Regions from separate parts of the Cricetulus griseus genome. Here region 2 is linked to region 1. Evidence: chromatin contacts called from public Hi-C data. All regions are on one chromosome and are shown on one strand. Each heading gives the region's core, a stretch centred on a gene start, on an enhancer-like site or on the middle of the called end of the contact. The rest is flanking DNA. Distances are from core to core; before and after follow the strand shown. Region 1 overlaps LOC103161706 (a long non-coding RNA gene). Region 2 overlaps Septin9 (septin-9).

Evidence for each region. Hi-C and Micro-C count contacts between places; a contact is called where the count stands out from the background.
Region 2: a contact with region 1 is called in a Hi-C map of liver, with 4 times the contacts expected there. The contact joins two enhancer-like sites. A contact is called at or near these places in 5 of 8 Hi-C or Micro-C datasets (the CHK-Q cell line, the CHO-K1 cell line, fibroblasts and 1 more).

The regions. Positions count from the first base shown.
Region 1 is chr7:129,632,486-129,638,081 of CriGri-PICRH-1.0, reverse strand. LOC103161706 (a long non-coding RNA gene) reads left to right here. Exons shown (of 3, transcript XR_003487121.2): 3 at 119-1,376. It overlaps LOC103161708 (a long non-coding RNA gene), which reads right to left. Exons shown (of 2, transcript XR_004770820.1): 1 at 5,446-5,596; 2 at 3,812-3,968. It also overlaps LOC113836426. Among named protein-coding and RNA genes, the nearest start is that of Sec14l1, 43 kb to the left of the region's middle. Within about 2 kb of position 1,716, at least 1 of the 6 cell types and tissues checked has open chromatin away from gene starts, as enhancers often do.
Region 2 is chr7:129,910,371-129,916,338 of CriGri-PICRH-1.0, reverse strand. It overlaps Septin9 (septin-9), which reads right to left. Exons shown (of 12, transcript XM_027425556.2): 4 at 2,736-2,927; 5 at 1,048-1,176; 6 at 712-793; 7 at 208-345. Among named protein-coding and RNA genes, the nearest start is that of Septin9, 120 kb to the right of the region's middle. Within about 2 kb of position 3,623, at least 1 of the 6 cell types and tissues checked has open chromatin away from gene starts, as enhancers often do.

The DNA of each region.
Region 1 (5,596 bases), core at 467-2,966:
CACCAGCAGGACCAAGATGGAGGCTGCATGCTTCTAGACATGGGGAATGGACAAGGACTTTGCATGGCAGTGACTGTCTGTACCTGTCAGCGTGTGTCTCACTCCTGTCATTCCCCAGGCAAAGGCTGGGGGTCCTCTCAGTGGGCATATTCGTCAACATCCGAAGAAAGGCTTCTCACACAGGCTAACTACTCCATGAGGAGTAAACTTTCCTACCACCGCCAAAGAAGAAAGCATGGACAAATTTTAGCTCCAATTCCCAGGAAGCTAACCATCATGTCGTACCGTCCGTCCCCCCCTCGCCCCTCCCCCACTTTGGAGCTTGTTGGACCTTAGGAGACTGGCCCAGCACCCACAAAACCCTTCTTGTCTGTGCCTGGAGTGCTGGCCTTCCCTCTGCAGGGGGTTCTTTCTGTCTTCTCCACATAATACTCTCTTTGGCATTTCCTGGTCTCCTTATCTAAGATTAAAAAACCCAATTCCATCGTCCCCAGCCCTAGCTGCTCTCCTTCCCCACACCTCCTCCATCTTCCCCCAGGGATCCAAAGTTCCCTGAGGGGTCGGGAGCCTGATGAGGCCAACAGTTAGTGTCTAATTAAACTTGATTGGGATCCATCAGAAAGCACAACAACACTTGTCTGATACATCGGAAGGGTGTTAACCGAGCTCACAGGACCACACTTCCAGAACCCTGCCTCTACTTTCCCAGTCAACATCCGTCTCCTAGGGGACGACAATCAGCAATCTAAACCACAGAGGCTCCATCCCACACTCTTCATTTCAGGATGTCCTTGCTTCGGACGTTTCTAAACCCATGGTTCTCAACCTTCCTGATGCTGCGACCCTTTAATGCAGTTCTTTGTGTTGTGGTGACCCCCCCCCCCAACCATAAAGTTATTTTTGTTGCAACTTCATAACTGTAATTTTGCTATCGTTATGAGTGGTAACATAAATACTTTTGGAGATAGAGGTTTGCCAAAAGTATTGTGACCCACAGGCTGAGATCCAGTTAAACCCTTAGCGCTCGGGGAATCCACACAGTGGTACGTGTGGCACGAGAATCCTGAGGAGTGTCTCTGCATGGAAAGACCCATTAGAACATGTCCCCAACTGCATAAGCCCAGACTGGGGTCAGCTGTTCTAGGACATAAGCATTTCTCAGGGACAGAGTACAACTGGGACCAACTGACGGATTCCTAAGCAAGAGGCTCACCCTGCAGCTGCACCTCCTACACAGCTCTCCGCTGAAAAAAGTCTTGGCTTAGAATGAACCCTGGGCTTTGTAGTACCCGCTGGCCATTGCAAAGAGCATCCGATGAAGGATCGCGCCTTCTAGTGGACAGGAAGAGAAGCTAAAAATCCTACTTCAATTAACATCTAAGGACTTCTTTTTTGCCTGTGTGTCACAGGTATTTTCCCTCAAGTGCTGTCCACCTTGCTTGTGAGACTCATCCTCTCACCAAGTAGATTATACCAGGGGCCAGTGAACCCTGGGGATCTGCCTGCCTGTCACAGGCCACCACGCCCAGCTTTTTTACTTGGGTTCTGGGGATCAGAGGCTCTTGGATTCACCAAGCACATTACCAGCTCAGCTATCTCCCCAGCACAAAGGTCTTGACCACAGATTTCATGGGCCGGCTCTAATCCTTATGGAATCTGGAGAAATGGTCACAGGGGCTCGGGCCTGTCCAGGGCATGCCAAGACCTCATCTTACGCATGGGGTCAACTAGTCAGAGGCAAGGCACAAACAAAGGCTGGGGGATCCATGGGAGATAGAAGGGAACTGGACTTGGCTGGGAACTCTTCCAGCCACGTCAAACATTCGGGCTTCTTCTGTGGAATCTGCATTCCCTGGAGCCCCAAAGGCAGCCAGCAAGCTAGTCACGGGAGCCTGTTGCCACGAAGTCAATAATGACATCAGCCGAGGAAGAGGCCACCTCAGGGCAGCTTTTTAGCCAGAATAGGACCAGATGTAGGTGTTTCCTGGAGGGCCTGGCGTCTCAGGGCAGGCCACCCTGCCTCGTGATCATCTCTCCACTAGTCCCAACTTCTGCCTAAGAAATCCCCGGGCACACTCAGCATGGTGGTGACACTCATACCCACAGCATGGAGACATGATCAGGAATTCAAAGCCAGTGAGTTCCTTCCTGTCTTAAAAAACACAAAAAACAAAAACACCAGGGCCGGGTGGTGATGGTGCACGCCTTTAATCCCAGCACTCAGGAGGCAGAGGCAGGTGGATCTCTGTGAGTTCGAGACCAGCCTGGTCTACAAGAGCTAGTTCCCGGACAGCCTCCAAAAGACACAGAGAAACCCTGTCTCAAAAAACAAACAACAAAACCCCCCACCAGGATCCTAGCAGTGTGGAGGCTGTGGCAGGATGGTGGGGTGTTTGGCCTGGACTACATAGGTACCAAGTCACTGTCTCAAAATCCCAGCCCGACAGTGAACTCAAGAATCCCGCAGCACCCCTTCCTTGACTGACTGGAAGGACCATGGGCTCTCAGTAGCTCCACCCAGCAGCTTTCTGCAGGCTGCCAATCAGACATAGGAGCTGATGTTGCATAAGCAGTCAAACCAGCACTGTGGTGGTCCTGAGGACCTGTGGACAAGAGGCCCCAGTTGCCCAGACAAGTTCTGAGGGCAGACTGGAGCCATCATGAAGACACCACATTCTGTGGGCGGGAAAAACACCCCACACCACGATGAGTCAGGGACATGCCACCAAAACAGCCTACTCCAGAAAGATCACTACAGACTTTTTTTTTCCAGTGTGCATTGCATCCCAACACATAAATTCAGGCAGCAAATAGTCTTTTTCTAGAGACAGCACGCAGACCATGGTGCTGCTTTTGTGAGGCCCAAATGTGGATGTTCAGGCGATGCCAGAAGCTCCCTGCCTTGGTGGCACCGGGGCATGGTCACCATCACAATCCCTGTATCAAGGCACTCCAGGTAAAACAGGGAAGTGTCATGCCCAAGTCCACAGGGCTGGCTGATGCTAGAGCTGGGACATGAAGCCCCAGTGGAAAACCCAGGTGTTTCTGCCTCCACGACGAGAGCCCTTCCTAGGTCACCTAAGGGGCTGCTGGACACCAGAAACATGGTATCTTTAAGTCCTTCAGATTATTGGTTGGTTGCAAACCACCAAAGACCTTACATCACAGTATTGAAATGATAGCCCTGCAGACCAACTGGGTAGCTCCTCAGGAGTTAGCTGGAGAGTGGGATGGGAAGACCACGAAGAGGCCCGATGAGTCACATCCAGTGACATAATGTAAACCAAGGGGACAGGCTGCTGGCCCAGCAAGCCAGCCTTCCACACTATGCCAAGAACCCAAGCCCAATGTGGGAGATAAGCCATACTGGCCCTGTTCCTGCAAATAACCAAACCCTCCATCACCAGCAGTGTACCTAATCTGTGACCAGGTCCCCTAGACATGCAATTGGGCAGAGGTGGGGACAATGGTAGTTCTGATCCTGCTAAGGGCGCTGTGCTAGAGGAACAAGGGTACAGGACAGAGGTAGCACAGAGGAATAGTCTGTGTGGTAACTCCTACAGCGAGGGCAAGGAGCACCCACAGGGCTGGGATCCCAGAGACCATGGACATCTCCCCATCAAGACACCTCTCACAATTTCATTTCCTTGGGTTCACTGTGCCCCTAGCACCTACACCCCCTACAGAACTTTTTGGATGGCCGTGTGCTTCATGCCCAAAACAGCCGGGAATCCTGAGCTTTTCACCCCAGCACCCGAGAGGCAAAGACAGGTGGATCTCTGATCCTGTCAGACAAGCAATCAAGACAGAGTATGGTCAAATGCCATTTATTTACAGCCACCACACAGCAGTCTTAAGCCGGTGAACACCCCCAAAACATATCAGAGTCAAACCCGACAGGTCCAAGTGCACGCAGCAGGGCCTGGTTTTCACTCAGTGTACACACACCAATCTTCCAGGCAAGTGACCTGAAAAAAGAAAGCACACGCCATCAGTCTTCATCCTACTTCAAGCCTCAACATTTAGTTAAAGCCACCAGGCCACCCTTCCCCATCCAGGTGGGTGTACAAGGTGCCAAGTTCCTGCTTCTACTCACACATCCTTCTACATGTACACAAACTGCCGGCACTGTGGCCTTTCCTTGGAAACCTGCTGGTCAACAGCCACAAGCCAGGTCTCTGGTGACAAAGGCCCCTGCAGCTCAGCACTGGCTCAAACTCATCCCCATTTGAGCCCCCTCCTCCCCTCCTGCCATGTCCTCAACTGTGCATCCTGCCCCACCTGTAGCCCCCTCAGAGGCCCACAACCGGACAAGTCCCCACGTGTGCAGTCTCTCATTACTTGCTGATGTCTACTTGGACAGATGCCAAGTCCCCTAACAACCAGGACCTCACACACTAAGCACATGAGCTACCGCTGAGCCACACTCCAGCAAGGTCTACAAGCCCCTGAAAATCGAGTGGCAAGCCGTTAACCACGGCAGATCCGATGTGTGCTAGACCCAGGACCGCCAACATGGTGACCACTGGCTCCACAGGGCTACGTTATAATACAAATTCTAGTCCCTCGACCACACTGACAGCACGTGAGGCCCCTGGTTGCTCAGGGGAGTCCAGGTGAACTATTTCCATCATCAGAGTCTGTCTGGTTATACCGCTGTCTTACACAGTGATGTATATGGATCGCAAATGTATGTGTGTCTTTTTGTTTAAACTCCACGAGGGTCGGGGCATGTTCCCAGTAAGAAGAGTGCCCAGCATGCACAAAGCCTTGACATTGATCCCAGCACCACATAAGCCAAGTGTGGTAGAAGGTGCCTGTAAGCCAGCAATCCGGGTGTAGAGGCCATCCTCAGCTACATAACGAGTTAAAGGGCACCCCGGGGCTAAATGAGCCCTATCTTGGAGGATGGTGATGCTATCGCTGGAGAGAGATGGCTCAGCAGTTAAGAGCGCTTGCTCTTACAGAGGACCTGGGTTCAGTTCCACACTGGGGCTCACACCCATCTCTAATTCCACTTTGAGGGGATCTGGCACCCTCTGGTGACCTCTGAGGGCACCAGAGAAACATCCACACACATAAAACCTTTTAAAAATAATCTACAACAAGGGACCGGAGTAATGAACCAAATATTTACTTTTGGAGGAAACAAACGATATTAAAGCTCCTCGGAGTTCCGAGAGAGCGGCCCTCGGCCTCGGACAGCGCTGGCCAAAAGTCCTGTTTGCAGTATCATACATGATCATCAAACTGCTGCTAGGATGTTCACACCTGTTACCGCAAATCATAACCCCAGGGAACACGTTCCTCTGGGAATTTACTTTAGGTCAAGGTCGGGCTGTCTGGTACAAGGCTGCACCCACCTCGGGCAGGTCCAACCACACAGGAGCCTTTCCCCAGACCGTCCGTCCACCCTAGGACACTCTACCTCCGGGACGGTCATACCTGGGTCGCCTGGAACTCTCCCGGGAGCAGAAAGCAGCTACTGCGTGATTTCGGCCGGTCGCTGGGGGCTGGAGAGTTTATTTTTAGCTGCGGGGGGAGGGAGCGGAGAAAGGAGTAAAACAACTGGGCTTAAGCGCATGGCCTGGAGTGT
Region 2 (5,968 bases), core at 2,374-4,873, 280 kb before region 1:
AGTCCTCGAGTCACAGAGGCCCTCCACGGACACAGACACCCACGTAGGAGCTGCTGACAGCCCTGACTCGTGCCGGATCCCGCTTTGCCCCTGCACGCCCCCCCCCCCATGCCCAGCAGCTGGGCAGACGGAATCCTGCGTGCACCCCACCAGTGTTGGAAATGGGGGCTCCCACCATGAATACAAAGGGCGGTGCGCGGCACGTACGAGTGGCCGGTGGCGGGGATGAAGTAGAGGCAGCAGTGGACTCGCGTGTCAGGGATCCGCTTCTTCCTGTTGACGCTGACCTCCTCCTGCAGGTACTTCTCGTACTGGTCATTGATGAACTTCATGATAGGCTGCCAGCTGCGTGGACATCCCGTCAGCCAGCACCCGGGACCCCTCCCGCCATGCCGGAGGCGTGCCCTCTCTAAGCCCCCAAGCCCCCACGGCAGGCTAATTCCCAGAGCTGACGCCCGGCCTTCTGACTTCACACAGGAATGGTTGGCTGTCGCAAAGCAACGCCAGCCTTAGAGCTTCCTGCTCACACTCCCCATGCTGACCTTTGTCCTGGGGTGGGGGAGCTTGACTCCCAGGTGACCCCCTTTTGATCTAAAACGTTAGCCCCCGAATGTGTGTCTTCAGGGTTTGGAGCAGTCTTATCTGGGTATAACGGAGCCCCAAGCCCAGCAGGGCTTTCCCACTGAAGGAAGGCCCTCTGAGGTCACCTACCAGTTTTCATTGTTGATGTGGTCTCCAAAGCCTGGGGTGTCGATCACTGTCAGCTTCATCCGGACCCCCTTTTCCTCGATATCTGCACAAACCACAGCACTCCAAGTCACAGGGGTCACCCAAGCCCTCACACTGCCTGACCAGCCTGGGGTGTCCCAAGATCGGCTGTGATGACAGCTGGGGTGATGCCAAGGAGAAAGCGACCTCTAGTAATGGAGTTTGGGTGGTGCCTCGGCCTGGTGGGGCGCAGACCATGCCTACTCACAGTCTCATGTAGCCAGAGGGTACATGACCTTGACCCCACACTCTGGGAAAAGGGGGTCCCATGGAACTGACCGTGGGTAATGGACTTGATTTCGATCGTCTTGGGGATGCGTTCCTCCGAGATGGGCTGCACTGACTTCCGGCTGATTTTGGACTTGAAGAGGGTATTGATTAAGGTGGACTTCCCGAGGCCACTCTGCCCTGGGGAGGGAAGGGGAGGCCGGTCAGGAGGCTCTCCAAGAGCACAGCTTATGGCTAAACCACACTGTGACCACTGGGTTCACAACATCCTTAGATAGCCCCACCTGGGGCTTCACCTCCTAAGCAGACATCCAGGGTTGAGTTTAAACACACAATGTGGGGCTTTGGGGCCTGGCTTGACTTGGCCAGAGCTCCTTCCTGGCCTTAGAGAAGCTACTCAAAGCAGGAAGGAACACTAAGACTCTAGAGGAACGGGTCCAGATAGCTACAGAGGATGACAGCCCCAAAGACAGGTGGAGGCTATCTGTGAATCTGGACAGAGCAGACACACACAGACACAGTTCCCCAGACAGTGGGGGAAGCCACCTGACTCTATTTGGTTTAGGACGTCACCCTATGGGAGCGTTTGCCCAGATACCACCCTGGAGAATCAACAGAGTGAAAAACTGGGTCATAGACCAGGTATGGTGGTGCATCTTAATCCCAGCACCTGGGACGCAAAGGCAGGCAAGGTCTCTGAGTTCAAGGCCAGCCTGGTCTACAGATCGAGTTCCAGCCTAGTCACAAAGTGAAACCTGATGGGGTTGTCCTTCTGTGTATATGTTTCTCTTAATGGTTGATGAATAAAACACTGTGTGGCTAGTGGCCAGGCAGGAAGGATAGGAGAATTCTGGGAAATGTAGTCAGATAGGAGTCGCAGTGTGAGCCTGGGAAGTGAGGACACACCAGGCATTCTCTGGGAAGCCAAGACCACGTGGAAATACACAGATTAATAGGAATGGGTTAATAATTAAGACAGAGCTAGCCAATAAGGAGCCCTCGCCGCCACTGGCCAATAGTATTATAATTAATATAAATCTCTGAGTGTTCATTTTGGGGCTCAAGAGTGGAGGGACATGCCTAGCTAGAAAATCTCCATAACAGAAACCCTATCTCTAAACAAACAAACAAACAAACAAACACAATTGGCTTGTTTCTTCCAGCCAAGCAGATCCCCTTTCACAAGGGTTCAGAGAGGACCTCGTGTGTGTGTGTTTGTGTGTGTGTGTGGGGGGGGTGTCAAGGGTTTTCTGTGCCTGCTGCACACAGCCCATCCAGCTCACACTCATTATCTGCCTACCACTGGTGACTTCTAGCTCTCCACGGCCGCCACAGGAGGAAGAAAGTGGCTACGACACCCCACTTCCTGGGTGAGCAACTTAGTTGTGCCTCCAGGAAGCCTCCAGCCAAGCCTGGGGCAATAACAAGGGGTCACTCAGCAGAACTCGGAGCTGGAGGCCGCTGTTGCTGGTCACAGAGGGCTTAGTGGATGTGGTCCCTTGCCTCAGCACATGCCCCCATATCTGTCACTTACCAGGTGACATTAAGTGAGAGCTGTCCCCTCACTTTACAGGGGGAGGACATTTTGAGAGTTGCTTGAGTGCTGGGGCAGAGGCTGGCTCCCTGCACGGGCTTGGAGTGGCAGGATGGGCGTGTGGCCAGCAGAGGGCCTCTAACACTCACCAACCAGCAGAGGGCCTCTAACACTCACCAACCAGCAGAGGGCCTCTAACACTCACCAACCACCATGATGTTGAACTCAAAGCCCTGCTTCATGGCCTTCCTGCGCATCTGCTCCAGGATGGAGTCGATCCCCACGTAGCCAAAGTCCACGGGGGCCTTCTCATTCCGTGGCGCGGGTGCTTGCTTGAGCATGGCATCTCTAGGGCTGTCAGCCATGTCGCCAACACAGCTGGGAGCCACTTCGGAGCCTGTGGAGGGAAAAACGGAGAGAGGCTTTAGAACAGCATGCAGAGTTCAGTAACTTGCCGGAGGAACTCTGTGGAATACCTCAGAACTGAAGTTCCCTGCATTGTGCCATCCGACAAGCCCACACCCCTCAGCCACGTGCCTCTCAGGGCTGTCTCTGCCGCTTTGCCACACAGGGCTCCCCCTCATGCATGCCCTTCATCTCTGCTCAGACAGCCTGAGGTAGCTGTGGGACCCGGGGCCCTTCACAGTGCAACAGGTTCACAGGGGAGGGGTGATAGGACCCCTATTTGCCTCTTCCAGATCTGAGACACCCTCACTGGGAATGCCTCTACTCCCAGGCACTTGACCCATGCAGTCCTGAGGCAAAACAGTCTTCCCAGACTGGCAGACACCAGGTGCCCCTCACCCTCAGGCAAAGGCCAGTTTGTTTAGTAGGTCTGTACATAAGCCAAGGGTTAAACTTGAAAACCTCAGCTTCCTTCAGTAGGCTTCGGTTTAACAGTCCTTTCCCTTCTGGGGAAAAAACGGTAAACTCAAGCTGACTCTTTCCCCCACATCCACAACCAACTCTGGAGCTACGGCAGGCATTTCTCTCCATTTTACTGGCATGGCCAGCCGGACCTGCACTTCCTCTCTGCGGGCCCGCTGCCCCACCCCCCTAGGATCGAGTGGTAGAACAGAAGGAAGAAGAGGTTTGCAAAGCCAGCTTCAGGAAGGAGGCATGCGGACCACCCCCACTGCCAGGGGCTGGCTGGATCAGTCCCTTCCTGTTTCTCTGCCTCCATGGGGGTACAGTCACCTCTACTTCCTGGCACTGGGGAGCAACCAAACAAGAGAATACTTGTAAACACACCAGGAGCTGCCAGAGGCTCCACACGTGTGTGTCCCCAAACAATGACAAAGGCAGGTCCTAGGGCAGGGTGCCATCAGAAGCATCCGCAGCCCGAGTCAGGGCAACATTCCTCTCCACCAGGCTTCGGGAGTGTCAGCTCCTCACTCAGAAACACTTCCCGGGGTCTCCAGCAACTTTCAGGAAACAAAGACAGTGCAACTGCAACATCTGGCCCTAGAACCTGTGGCTCCTGGGGCCGCTTCCTGGAGAATGACAAGGGGCCCAGCCTTGCCGTGCGGTTCAGGCCTCGTCCACGTGACTAAAAATTGCTTCCATCTGCCTGAGAGTCTGAGACCCACTTTGCTCCCCCCCCACCTCTCCGCTGAGCATCGAGAGGAGGAAGAGCTGTCCCCCAACTTTCTAATCACCCCCAGTCAAGGAAGGTTTGCCTCAGCCCCAGGTGGCCCTTCTACAAACATCAAGGCTCACAGCAGAAACTCAAACCAAACTAAACATTCAGCCTTCCAGGGGCCCTGCTTGAGAAATAATAAGAACACAGAAAAGCCCCAGCCTTCCCTGGGGGGCTGGAAGCTCTTCTGCTCACCCCTGTGACCCTTTCCACTGGGACACTCCCCATCCACCTGCCCGGCTGGTTGGGAGGTAGACCCTCCACCCAGGGTCGCCTTCGCGCCAAGAATGTGAGCGACCAGAGGCCTTCGCTGACCTCACCCTATCATCACCTATGTCAACAATGCGTTACGGCCACTTCCGCCTTGAAAACAATGTGTGGTAAAACTTAATTTACCATCTTAGCCATTTCTGAGGCACAGGTAAGGCCACTCCCGGAGGCCCTGACCGGCCTCCGACCGGCCTCTGGAAACCTTCATTCTAAGATGCTTGGGTAAGCAGGGGTAGGTGATCTCTGACTTTTGGCCTATTTCATACAGAATAATGTCCTTAAGATTCATCCATGCTATAGAATGTGCCTTTTAAAGGCCAACAATATTCCTTTAATGAACACATTTAAAAACCTCAATTCATATGATTTTATTTTTAAAGTTTTTTTTTTATTTTTAATCATACGCATACAAGTATGTCTGTGTATGGGTATGTGTGCCTTCGTTCAGTGGCCCACAGAGGCCAAAGGAGGGCATCAGATCCCCTCTGGAGCTGGAATTACAGGAAGCCAGCTGTGAGATGCCAGATGGGGGTGCTGAGCTCAGTCCTCTGGAAGAGCAGTCTGTGCTCCCCAGGCTCAGCAGTGAGTCTTTTATCCATAGGCATGTGAGGGATTGCTTCTGGTTGGCTGGTGTGAACGCTATGGTGTGAACATGGGTACACAGGCGCTCTTTGGAGCTTAGGCTAGCTCTCTCTTCCTTTCTCCCTTCCCTCTTCCCCTCAGACCCTATCTTATATGCTGTCTGGTCTGGCTTCAAATCCACTGACGCCCCTGCTTCAGCCTCCTGAATACTGTGATTACCGGCATAAATTATCATGCCCAGCCAGACTTTGCTTTCAACGGTTCTGGACACACACTCGGATGTGAGCTGTTCTATTTTTATTTTTGAGGAACCAGCATAGTTCATCCACGTGACCTCTGAGCAATGGAGACTGAGCTAGTTCAGGAGGGATGCGCTGTAAGAATCTGTTTTAGCTGATTTCAGTTTGAATTACCTACGTGTTCCTGACAAGTGTGTGAGGCCGCCTGGACTCCCACTCTACAGAGGGGAATGGCACTGCATGACACACTGATTCTTTTCTGAAACACACTGGATGGTCCGATGAACAAGATAAGACCTTTGCTGAACGTGGCCCTCCCGGAACTTCCAGGAACTTCACCTGCTTACTGACAGTGAGTCCTGTACTCCTCGCCTGCCTAGAGGGCAGGAGAGTGTTCTCTGACACTCCTCAACCACCCAAGGCTGCGGCCTGCTCAGGGCCACCCTCAACTCCTAGCCCAGCAAGAAACAGAAAGGAGCTACTCAGGAAATAGCTAAACACCAGCAAGGGTGAAAGCACCTGCCACCAAACCTAATGAGCCAAGTCCCATATCTGAGACCCACGGCAGAGAACTGACTCTCTTAAATTGTCCTCAGACCTGGACATGAATGCTATGGAAGGGGCACATGCACACACACACAGACACACAGACACTCACACACTCACACTCACACAGACACACACACACACACACAGACACACACACTC